Linked DNA regions of Mus musculus: region 1 is linked to region 2. A link is a contact called in public targeted proximity ligation data. All regions are on one chromosome and are shown on one strand. The core of a region is the stretch at or near the end of the contact, and the rest is flanking DNA. Distances in the headings are between cores, read along the strand shown. Region 1 overlaps Sgms1 (sphingomyelin synthase 1). Region 2 overlaps Sgms1 (sphingomyelin synthase 1).

Evidence for each region.
Region 1: a targeted proximity ligation map of microglia shows a contact between it and region 2, with 7 times the contacts expected there. A contact is called at or near these places in 5 of 484 Hi-C or Micro-C datasets (bone marrow-derived dendritic cells, bone marrow-derived macrophages, embryonic fibroblasts and 1 more), 8 of 130 datasets of targeted methods (embryonic fibroblasts, embryonic stem cells, extraembryonic endoderm stem cells and 4 more) and 3 of 9 other capture datasets (adipose tissue, liver and pancreatic islet).

The regions. Positions count from the first base shown.
Region 1 is chr19:32,359,833-32,365,917 of GRCm38.p6, reverse strand. The region is part of intron 1 of Sgms1 (sphingomyelin synthase 1); the gene reads left to right. Among named protein-coding and RNA genes, the nearest start is that of Sgms1, 26 kb to the left of the region's middle.
Region 2 is chr19:32,176,565-32,183,127 of GRCm38.p6, reverse strand. All of the region lies in intron 5 of Sgms1 (sphingomyelin synthase 1), which reads left to right. Among named protein-coding and RNA genes, the nearest start is that of Asah2, 77 kb to the right of the region's middle.

The sequences.
Region 1 (6,085 bases), core at 3,143-5,642, 180 kb before region 2:
ATTTTCTCACATTTTGTTGCTAATCATACTATTAGTGTCCTTTCAAATGTTTTGGGTGTCAAATTAAAAATAAAAGAAGAATAATTTTGGAGCCCTTGTCCAGCATGTGCTAGGCCCTGGGTGCCATCTCTAGTACTGCTAAAGAGAAAAACCAAGCAAATCCAGAAACCAGGACATCTTTGACAACTACAGTGCTTTTAGCTTCTTCAGTTCTTTATCCTCTAAACGTCCCTGTCCCTTCCTTCTTTGTGCATGGTTCTGGGAATCGAACCCAGGACTTTGTGTGTGGCAGGCTTTCCTTCCACCACTTAGCCGCTGCAACCTCAGCATCTCTCAGTTTTGTTTCTATTGCCCCGAGTTAACATTTGGAAGTACCAACCTTTACATTGTTTATCTCAGGACTAATTTCTTGGGTTTTTTTTTTTTTCAATTTATACAGCTCCCTGCTAGAGATTTCTTTCTTGATGAGGTTCAGTCATTTGTAGAGCTCAGAAGTGGATGAGAACCAAGAGAGAGAAATGTCAGACAGTGGGAGGGATGTGTTAGGGTGTAAAGAAAGCAAAACCGAGGTGTTGGCACTTAGATGGGATTGGATGCCAGCCCTGTCAGTCACCAGCAGTGGATGCTTAGCAACGTCTGCAGACGATGAGCAAATGGTTTGAGGTCTTGAACAGGAATCTCATCTTTGAAGGGGCTAATGCCGGCCTACAGGTTTACTGCGGAATCTGGTCTGTAGGACCAGGGCACTGTGCACCTTGAGGTCTCCTGAGGCAAAAGTACATGAGAATGTCGTCACACTTCTGTTGCCTTCCATTACTGTTTAAGAGGACGTGGAGATAGAGATGGAGACTGCTTAGCTCCACTGAGATGACCTTCGTCTTTTACAAAACATTTATATTTACTTATGTATACATAGGTGTGTGTTGGTGTGTATACAAGTAAGGGCTGGTGCACTTGAGGCCAGAGGTGACTGATACCCTCGGGCTAGAGTGATAGGCAGCTGTGAGCTGCTTGATATGGTTGCAGGGAAATGCGACCATGTCCTTTGCAAGAACAGCACCCGATCCTAACCCCTGAACAATCTCCCCAGCCCTTGAGAACCTCCTCTTGTTATTCAGTTGAATTCTGTTGGCTGGACCTGTTCGTTTCCACACACCCCTCCCAAACTCTCTCATCTGATTGCTTTTTCTGCGTGAAGCATTATGTTAAAAAGTAGATTACAGTAAAGATTTCTCTATCCAGAATTCTTGGAAATGAGTTAGCTTGGCAAGACCCCCCCCCCCCAGAGAGCAGACACTTTACATTTCATTTTTTCTCACTAAAGACTATTTTTCATCTTTAAAATATATTAGATGTTGAGAAAAATAGGGCCTAAAGTGCATTGAACAAACATCTGAACCCAGTTTTATCGATGAGTATTTGGATGTGTTTACTTTACATACTTACACACACACACACACACACACACACACACAGTATTTATTGTGTGTGTATATAATTTTCACAAGAATATTATATTTTCATTTTTACAAGGTTATAAGCTGAGAGACTGCAGTGGTTTGAGTGAGAGTTGCATCCATAGGCTCATGTGTTTGAACATTTGGTTCTTGGTGGTGGAACAGTTCTAGAAGGATTAGGAGGTGTAGCCTTGTTGGAGGAGGTGTGTCGCTGGGAGAGGGCTTTGACATTTCAAAAGACTCACACCATTTTCAGTGAGCTCTCTCTTCCTTCAGCCTGAGGCTTGAGATAATGACCTCTCAGCTATTCCAGCCATGATGCCATTGCTCCGCATCATGGACTCAAACGCTCTAGAACCGTGAGTCCAATTAAACACTCTTTTATAAGTTGCCCTTGTCATGTTGTTTCATCACAACAACAGAAAAGTAACTGAGAACAGAGAACTTGCTGTCTGGTCACTGCTCAATACTTAAGACAGTGCCCAGTGAGTGTCAGGCTCGAAGTAAACTCTTTATAGTGTTTATAGTTCTGCCGCCTTTTCCTTTCTTTCCTGAGATGTAATCCCAACTCAGACAGCTGTTGCACAGCAACATGCTAGGTTCCAACAGTGACACTAATGACCCCTAATAAGAACTACCCTCAAGGAATGCATTTCAGTGCCATGATCCAAGATAGGAAAGGTGAGATCAGAGGTAGCTATTACGGACTGCTGTGGGGCTCACCTTGTAATTCAGCACCTGGATGTGAAGACAGGAAGATGGGGAATTCAAGGTCATGCCCAATACATAGTGAGTTTGAGGCTGGCCTGGGCTACACGAGGCCCTGCCTTGAGAAAGAGGAGGAAATAAAAAGGAACTGTATAGAAACTAGAACATTCTTTGTGTATCTGCAGAAACATAGGATATCTGGCTGGCTGGTTGTCTGAAGTCACCATTGGGATGAGATTTGAGAAAAAGAGATGGGGCAGGTTCCAGGGCAGACAGGACAGCTGATCCAAAGCTAAGCAGTTGGAAGAGGATTTGTAGAGATCAAAACTTTGTGGATGAGAGCTGCCTGCACTGTTTGCCCAGAGGAGGATCAAGAGAAGATACTGGCCAGAGAACAGAGGTATTGGGCCGTTCTTACACATGGCAGGTAGCACTAGGTCCTAACTAATGGCTAATTAACACATTAACTGAAAACTGATATTCAGGAGACTGACTGTCATATTGTGATATGATAAGAAGTATGTGGGTTCTTTCCATAGTTTCTAGCATGTGGCTGCCCGAAAGACAGAATCTGCAGTGAGAGGAGTGGCTGGTGGCTGGGGTTCCTAGGTCATGGAGGATGCGAGCTGGTTTCCAGAGTAGGCAAAGTAAAACTAGAGGGTGTCTTACTTTTCTGTTGTGATGAAACACCACACACAAGGCAGTGTATAGAAGGAAGGGTTTCTCAGAGCTTACTATTCCAGAGAGATGAGAGTTCATTGCCATCATGGCTGGGAAATGAGGCAGGCAGCAGGCAGGCCTGGCAGCTGGGAGCAGCTAAGGGCTCACATCTTAAATCTCAGGTGGGAATTAGAGTATCAACTAGGAGTAGTGCATGTCTTTGAAACCTCAGGGCATAACACTAGTGACATCCTTCCTCTAGCAAGGCCACATCTCCTAAACCTACCCATACAGTGCCACCAACTGGGGACCAGGTGTTCAAACAGCTGAGCCAATGGACATTCAAACAAACCCAGAGGGGCCAAAGCTAGAGTGCCAAATGCTTTAACCAGCCATGCCTATATATGGAAGCTTCCACAAGCCCCCAGGCAAGTGGTTATCAGCCTTCCTAACGCCTCCACCCTTTAATGCGGTTCTTCACGTTATGGTGATTCCCCCAACTGTAAAAAAAATTTATTGCTACTTCATATCTGCAGTTTTACTGCTGTTATGAATTGTGGTGCAAACATCTGTGTTTTCGAGTGTTCTTAGGCAACTCTTGGGAAAGGGTTGTTTAAACCCAAAGGGTTCACTTTCCTCAGATTGAGAACCACTGCCCTAGGCTGTGCTCAGTCACCTGGAAGCTCTTCACCCCGTGCTTCTAGTAAGTCACACAGCCGGAAGAAGAAATCTGTACTTTAATCCGGATAGTTTGTAAATAGACTTTTTTGTTTTTTGGTGGTGGTGGTGGTGGTGGTGGTGGTGGTGGTGGTGGTGGTGGTACAGAGTTTCCTTATGAAGCCCCTCACCACCTGGCCCTTTCCCCTCACCTACACACACTTTCTCTTCCATACCACTCCATGTGTGTCTTCTGGCAGCAGATGCGTGGCAGGCAGTTCTCCAGCATTGCACAGCTACGAAGATGCTGCAGCTACCATAGCTTAAGGACTCAGCCCCACAAGACTGGCTCCCATTTCAGGTTCCTTTGCCCGTGTTTCTAACTGACTAGTTCTGCACCAGGCCTTGCTAGCCCCCCGACCCCTCTCAGGTGTCACTCATTTGCACATTAACGCAGGGAAACACTTAGGTTTGCTGGTTTATCATAAAGGACATCATAGAAGAAACAGATGCTTCTCTTAATGGAAGTGCGTGAGCGCAAAGGCGCCATGGCTGTGACAAACCGCATCTTGTGGTCAGGTCTTTGGGATCGGTGAAGAAGGAATTGGAGGATTGTGGCCGTGGGATTGACAAACCCACGAGTTTTATGAGCAGAGCTTACTCAAGACCTTCTGAAGGGAAGCAAGGACTCGTATCTGGAGCTGCCTGCTAGAGGCCGTTGATGTTCGATTTGACAAAGAATCTGTCCTGAAAGCTTGAGTGAAATTGAAGCAAAAAATGATGGACTGTTTGGCAGAGGGGATTTCAAGAGAAAATGATAGATTGCATTGTGGTTATTGCACACTGCATTTACTGAGATTTAAAGTGTGCAAGAGAGCAGAAGACAGAATAGAAACAGGAAACATGTAGTCTGGGAGGGAGAGGGATGTGAACCTAGCTAAAGTTGAAGAGAGGATGTGGTGCAGACAACATGGCTGTAATTGTTAAAGAAATTAGTGTCATTAAGGAGGAACCTGGGTTTTGCACTGTGACCATAGGAAAGGTCACTTGAGAGTAAAACCTCTCTTATCAGAGTTTCAGGGTGCTGCAGTACAAATTGAGCTGGAAAGCTACTGCCTTAAAAGACAGAGCCGTCAGAGGATCCTGCTGGAAAATGGCTGTCCTGAGGGCCACACATTTGAGGAATTATCTTAAGTCTCAGAACAGACTTTGGACTTTGAACCTTGTGGAAACTGATAAAACTATAGGGATGGGCTGGAGAGTTGGCTCAGCAGTTAAAAGCAGTAGCTGTTCTTGCAGGGAACCTAGATTTGAACCTTGGCACCCATGTGGCAGCTCAGAACACTTTGTAATTCCAGTTCCAGGGGGTCTGACACCTTCTTCTGGCCTTCTTGGGTACCAGGCATACACATGGGGGGGACAGACAAACCTGCAAGCAAAACACTTGTACATGTTCAATTGATTTCATTAATTAAAAGAAGATGATAGGGACCTTTGAAGTTGGACTTAAATGCTTGTTTAAAGCATTATGCCATGGCTCTGAGTCTGTGGGGGCCAGGAGCAGAATATTATGATGCAGATATAGCCACAGGTTCTCGTGGTTGAACATTTGGTCCCCAGCTGATGGGCGGTGCTGTTGTAGAAGTGGAGTCCAGGCTTGGGGCATGGGGAGGGGCTGAGCTTTGTAGCCCAGCTCTGCTCTTTGTCTTATCTCTGCTTTCTGGTCCATATGGAAGTGAGTAAGTAGCCTGTAACCGCTAGCACAGCCACTTCTCCCATCATGCCTTCCTCACTATGGACTGTGTGTACCCTCAAAGTGTGAGCCCAAATAAGTCCTTCCCCTCTTACAGTTGATGCTTACAAGCTTTTGGTTATAGGAACAAGAGCAGCCCTTCTGACTGGTGTGGATCATTGCGTGTATCTGATTGGTACATCACTGTGATTTTGATTTGCATTCCCTAATAGTGGTATTGGACATTTGTTGCTTATATATCTTCTGCTCATATTTTCTGTTGTCACTGTCATTATTGTAATCCTCTTCCAGGTGTTTCTTATACCATACTATTTATGGTAACATAGCTGCCAACCTATCCCTGCATATTCTAAAGATCAAGGAATAAGGAGAGGAAGGGGGTGAGGGGAGACTCGACACACAGACATATGACTGTATGCTTGTGTGTTTCTATGTGTGCATGTACAATCTCATTTTTGTTTTATGAAACCCATAGGGCATTAGTAGTGGCTTCAGGTTTATGAGCTGAGGAGGCTACGCTTGGGAGACATCTGAGAACCTACAATATGGTCTGAGCCAGTTACATTACTGTAACTGACTTTGGACACGTCATTTTTAACCTATGAAAGTCAGTTTCTTTATCTGTGAAGTAGGGATCTGTGTTACAGATCTCTCAGAAGAGACAAATACAAATGTATTCTTTAATGGGCCAGCACAGGCATGTGTGGAGCAAAACGACTTGTGATACAGAGAGAACGTGAGCATTGGCCACCTCTGTTCTCTTCACACAGCTCACACTGTTCTGAGGTAGGTTCTTTTCTTTTTTTTAAACAAAAATGACAGGAAGCAACAATAACTTTTCTTTGATTTC
Region 2 (6,563 bases), core at 1,653-4,152:
TGGTTCTCTTAAGTTGACACAAAGCTAACGAAGGGTATACCTCAGTTTTCTGCAACTTTAAGAACATTATTTTCAGAATGACAGGGCAATGGAAAGCCCTCAGCAGGATAATACTGCTTACTGTTGTTTTTGATTCGGTAACAAAAGTCTCAGCTTTGAGACAGCCTAACTCTGAGGTCTTTCAAAATTGTAGTCACCTGGGAAGAAAGAATGTTTAGCCAAGTATTGAAGAGGTGAGTCCCAGTCTACCCCTACTACTGTAAAAATGCCATACCGCGCAGGAGTGTCTGCCCATCCTCAAGGTAGAAAAGTTGAAGGCTAGCTAAGTGACCAGTGCAGCAGCATCTTCAGAGGCTATTAGCACCAGGCCCTTTTGGGATAGAAGGGGACAGGGCCCTCCTGGGTCTCATTTTTTTTTTTTTTTTGTATGGACACTGGTCTCATCTGTGAGGGTTCTATCATGGTGACACAATCACCTCCACAAGCCCCACCCCATTGCACGGTTACCTCAGGATATAAATGGAAAGGGATTCCAGTAGGCATGTAGCGCCATGTTGAACTCTAATGTTTTAAGGCCATCTATGTGTAAATATAAACATGTTAAAAGCAGTTCCCCTGAGCCAAACCCCATGGCCGTTAGGTAGTTTTTATTTTATGTTGGAAACAAAATATCTTTGTGCCTACTGAAAACAAAGGAAAGCATAAATATGACAACATGTGCTTTGTAAGGACTCGGTATCTTGTGGACATAATAGAGCCATATCTAGAGAACACTATGCTCAGGAAGTTGAGACAGGCTTGTGACGCACTGCTCTTTGGAGTTCAAACCAAGCAGGTAATCGTGTACCCAGAAAAGGAAAGCTTTGTCTTTAGGGGATGTTGCGATTTCCTCAGATCCTGTTTACCTTCCAGCCTGAGATTTCCCCTCTGGTTGGATTACACTGTTTAACTCAAAGCACAAGCGAGGAAGCCATCTCTGCTCTCTTAACAGATTGCTGCCCCGAGGAAGGGCGTGTGTGTTTAAGATGTTAGGCCATAAAGAAGACTGGAAGTTTAAAAGAAAATTCCATAGAAATTGTGAAACTATGACAAGTGGAATTATTTTTAGACTTTGTGAAAGGAGAAGTAGGAGAAAGAGAAATTTTGCCTTTGCCTCTCTAAGCAATAGAGTGATAATCCTGGCAACTCTGTGGGTTGGACATGGAGTAAGAGACTTACGTCACTCATTCCTGGGCCGCCTTCTCTTCAGCAGTGCAGCGTGATGACCTAAAGTCTTTGATAATTCCACATTACAAAACACATTTAATAATTTCAGTGTCTACTGGAGAAAATGTTTTTATTACAAATCTTTGAGTCTTTGTTATGCGAGGTTGTTGTGATTTCCGTGGTTAATAAGTGTGTTTCTGGATCTTGACCTTAAGCAGGCCATGATGGCACACACTTTTAATCCTACACCTGAGAGGCTGAGTCAGGCTTGGAGCCTCACTTTGAAACCCAGCCTGAACTTCATAGTGAGTCCCTGGCTTAAAACAACACGGAAAAGAACAAAAAGAAAAGGGGAGGAAGGGAGGTTGACCTTTGCCTCTGATTTGTGGGCATTCCGAGTTTTGTAGCGACACAAAGCGCTGTGTGCCAGGATATTGTGCAATAGCAGACAGTGGCACTTCATTTACTAGCATGTGACTCTCGGGAGCATTCGATAGAACTCAGTGCCCTGGGAAGCCCTGAGTGACAAGCTTATGCACTTTAGTTTTGTAAGACCAGACTATTTCAGGGGTTGTTGTTGAGAAGTGTAGCTCAGATCTGTCTGCTAAATTTAGCTTGTCACTTCACTGGGTCTTGCCTCTCACTTTCTGCCTATCACGCTGGATGAGCGCATACGTGCAGAGAGCTTTCTGGAGTGGAGTAGGTAGATAACGTGTTCGAGTGTAGTTTTATTTGGGGAAGGCACCACCTTTAGGACATCCATTTTTTTATAGCCTTTATTGATTATGAAAGTAATATGCTTATTACAAAATTTGAACTGTGAAATTATGCAGAATAAAGTCAGAAGAGATATTAGGACATAGACTCAAATCCTTGCTTTCTGTACATATGTATCTAAGATATATTACCCCCAAAGCAGGGCCGTGCTGGGCATGATGGCACATGCCTTTAATCCTAGCACTCATGAGACAAAGGTAGAAGGTTCTCTGTGAGTTTGAGACCAGGCCAGTGTTACATGGTGAGACCCTATCTTGTAAAGCCAAGCCAGCCAACAAACGAGCGAAGCATAACTGTAGTGTGTAGGACACTTGCTGAATCTAAGCTTCATTAAAACTTACAATATGGAACACCACAGGCACTTTCCATGTCCCTAATCATTTCCCAAGAAAGCAACTCGTACACAAGAGTACTAATTCTGTTCCAATTCCAGAACTAGACTATTTTCCAAGACTGGCTGGAGCCAACCGAAACCCACGGGTCAGAAGTCATATATAATCCCAGTTCTTAATTCACAAGATTCTTCCATGTTAAAGTTACCAGGAGAAAATATATGTGATTGTACATAGACAGTCTGTCTGATTTTTGTCTTGTTGTTTCAACTTCAGTTGAGTCAGGAAAGGTTTTGGAAAAGGAAAAGAAAACAAATTACCTTCCTGAACTTGAGTTTTCTGACCGCGGTGCAGAGGAGCTGAGGTCGTGAAGGGACTAGGGGGAAGTTGGACGTAGGAAACTGGGGAGGTGAAGGAACAGGGTGCCCAAAGCACTGGGTCCTTCTGACCATGCAACAAGGAATGCTAAAACTACCCAGCTGACTGGGAGTTTCATTATCTCCCGAACCACCTGTCTCCCTTCTTCAGTGCCCTCTGGCCCCAGAAAGGGGAAATGGTAGGAACGGCCAAGGGTGGAGCGGGCAAGCTCTCCTCGGTAAGGTAAACTATTCACAGAGCCTGCCCTGGTCAGCCGTGGCTGGATTCTTTTCTCTCTCTCTCCTTGGCTCATTTGCTGGTTATAGTTCATTTTACAAAGAAAACACTTTTCTTTTAGTGGTGAAGTTAAACTTTACCTCAGCCCTCCAACCCAGCCCCTCTTTGGCTGCAGACCAAAGCTGGGGCCTTTGCTTGATAGGCAAGTGTCTCCCACTCAGCTAAATTTCCCAACCCCAGATTGCAGCAATCTAACAGTAGTTACTAGTATACAATCTAGTAGTAGTTACTAGTGTACAATCTAGCAGGAGTTACTAGTGTACAGTCTAGTAGGAGTTAGTTACTTTCTCACTTCTATAACAGTATACCCGACAGAGACAACTTAAAAGGGTGGGAGCCAGGGCCAGGATATAACACATAAGAATTCCCCCTCCAGTAGCTACTTCCCCTATAGACCTTGTTCCCTAAAGGGATCAAGGGCCAAGGCCTTTAAACACGGGAGCCTGTGGAATGCATGACACATGCATACCATAGCAGTGGTGGTGGGAATTCACAGCGGTGATGGACGCTGTCTATTTGTAGAACATTCATCATTTCAAACTGAAAACTGCTAACTCTTCAGATAATGAGGAAAAGCAGGTTCTTAATGCCAAGAGCAATTTAAGCTGAAATGAGCTGAAAATAGTAAGAGAAATAACATACAGTCGCCGTGCACTGTCTCTTCTTTCTGCTGTCTGCCCACTGTCTCACTGAAGCACAAGAGATATGGGATATTTCACTGTGGCGGAGAGGAGCTCCCAGCAGCCCCTGCAGCACTTCCCTGCATTGAGAACATTTCCCTCCTGAGTGGTCCTGCAAACAGTGTTCTTAGTCAGTGCCTCCTATACCACACAGGACTTAGTCTTACTGGTGTATTATTTGTGTATGTGCTGTGTGTCCTCGAGTGGAAGCCAGAAGTTAGAGTGGAGTGTCTCTCATAACCTCTCTTCACGGAGTGCTAAGGCTTCAAACATAGATCCTTCTGCTTGTGTGACGAGCTCTTTGCCAGCTGAGCTATTTACCCCGGCATCTAGGTCTTAAAATCTCAGTTAAATATTTGTCTCATGTCCCTTCGTTTCGATAGGAAGACCAGTACACTCAACACCTTGAACGAAGCTCAGAGTAAATGCTAGTAAGTAAATCTCGGTGTTGACGTTTCCGGGAGGCGGCATGTTAATATTTGGGCACTGAGTTCTGAATGGTCTCTGAGCCATTCATGCCTCAGTCCAATGCAGCCTCTCATAGTGTCCAGGTTGGGGCTGGGGCAAGTAGGTGACAGCAGGAAGGTTTCTACACTGAGTCTCATGACCTTAGAGGAGCCTTAGTATCACAGACAAACTAAGAACTTCAGGCATCTTTCTAGTCTGGGTTTTTAGAAACCAGCTGCAGATTGGTCAGGCCATGTCAGACTCTTTTCTAGAGCTCATGGTTGCTGTCTTTAACTGCGTTTACAATATTAGGAAATGTTTTCTGTTGTTGTTTCTGGTTTGATTTTTCAAGATAGGTTTTCACTGTGTATTCCTGCTGTCCTGGAACTCACTGTATACCAGGCTGACCTCCAGCTCAACCGATCACCACCTGCCTCTGCCTCCTGAGTGCTGGGATTAAAGGCTTGTGCCTCCACAGCCATCAGGGTAGGTTTGGTTTTGGTTTTGTTCTAAATCTGTATTCTAGAAACCTGAGTCTCCATGTGTAGGAACAAACCTGAAGAGTCCATCTGTGTGCTCTGCTAGATCTTGGTGACTTGCCGAGTCTTTCTGAAGAGCACTGGAGTGTTGGCACTTAGGAAAGTCTCAGGGCTCCAGAGGGAAGGAGCTTGCCCCCTGGACTGGTAGCGAAAATGTCTGCTGTGGTCTTAAGGGAGGCAGCTGTTCACCATCTTCCTTGATGCCCTGCCAAGACTACTGGTATTAACAGGGTTTATCCAGTGTCCCAGCAACAGAGATTTCCAAGAAGATGGGCTATGGTAAGCCCATGGCAGCCTGACACTGTTCCAGGTGGCCACTCACATTTAAAGGGACATATCACCCTGGACTTGAATCCTTAGGCAATTCTTGTTCTGTTTTCCCTCTTTCTGCTTTCCCTCTGTGTTCCAGCTCTCACTTTTTTCAAAGACTAGCATGGCATCTAGTTGTGACATATAAATCCTGTGTAAAAAGCTAGAATTCTGTGTTCTCTCCCATTGTCTACCCATCTTCCTACAAGAATCTCTATGTTTCTGGACATGTACATATATAAATGTAAGTATATATGTCTACTTATCTGTGCTAAGAAAACACATCTTAAAATGAACCCTATGACAGGTTGCTGTGTGTAAGTCATGCTACATTCATTCAAATGACATGTATTCCATGGTGAAGGGGCACCTTCTATTGCTAGACCACAGCAGTGGATTGTAATGAAATGGATGAAATACTTGAGGAAAAACTCTCTTAAAAATAGTGCAGCCATGAACATTCTGTGGTTATATGTGTGCACATGCATGTGCCTGTGTGTGTGTGTGTGTGTGTGTGTGTGTGTGTGTGTGTGTGTGTGTGTGTGTTTGAGACAGCGTCTTGCCATGTACCCCAAACTGGCCTGAAATTCATTTTGTAAGCCAGGCTAGCTTCCAACTTTCCAATAATTAAGAAATAAAACATCTGAGCCTGGCAGTGGTGGTGCATGCCTTTAATCCCTGCCCTTGGGAGGCAGAGGCAGGCAGATTTCTGAGTTCAAGACCAGTCTGGTCTACAGAGTGAGTTCCAGGACAGCCAGGGCTACACAGAGAAACCCCTGTCTCGAAAAACAAACAAAAAAACAAAAAAGCAAAAAAAAAAAAAAAAAAACAAGAAGAAGAAGAAAGAAGAAATAATAAAAAATCGGAAGCATAAACATTATTAAAGATTTGGATGAATGGCACTAGGCACATGCTCAGGGGTAGAGCAAGTCCCTGTCATACTCAGGTTCCCCGAGGTCTGTCACAGCCCTTAAGACCTTGCCTTCCTTGCATGATGTTTGGCTGTTGCTTTAATTTACACTGGACACAGACTTAATCTGCTTTTTCACACATTGATTCATTCCATTCCATATGCCCTACTTCCAAGTAGGACTTGCTTATTACATAAGATATAATTCCCCTCTTCCTTAGTTAGAACTTGCTTTCCTTATGGATGCATAGTGTTTAGTACACTGTTGAGCACAGAAACCTTGGGGATACTTTGTTAGCTTCGCGTGCAGTGTGCTATTCTGGCATTCTTGTGGGTACTTGTTTGGTGTCTAGTAGCTCTTAGGTGGGAGCTGAGGTAGTTAAAAGATCTGTTCAGACTCACTCGACACTAGTAACAACTCGCCATATGTATTCATCCAGCCTTCGGATAGTAAGAGCCTTTTCTGGGCAAACTGCTGTGCTGCTCAGCTGAAAATTGCGTGTTAGAGTGGCGTACTTACGAATGAGACCGTCTGATTAGTAAATGGTGTGTATTCCCTGGGCTTTGTTAAACAGTTCAGCCCTTGCTGCTGGGATTGGCTGTAAAGGGAGAGACTGGCCTGGGTCAGATTTTCTGGCATTGTCGGTGTCAAGACCCTGCTTGCTTGCCAGCTCCGTGCTCATACAGAGAACATGCAGTTTACTAGCTA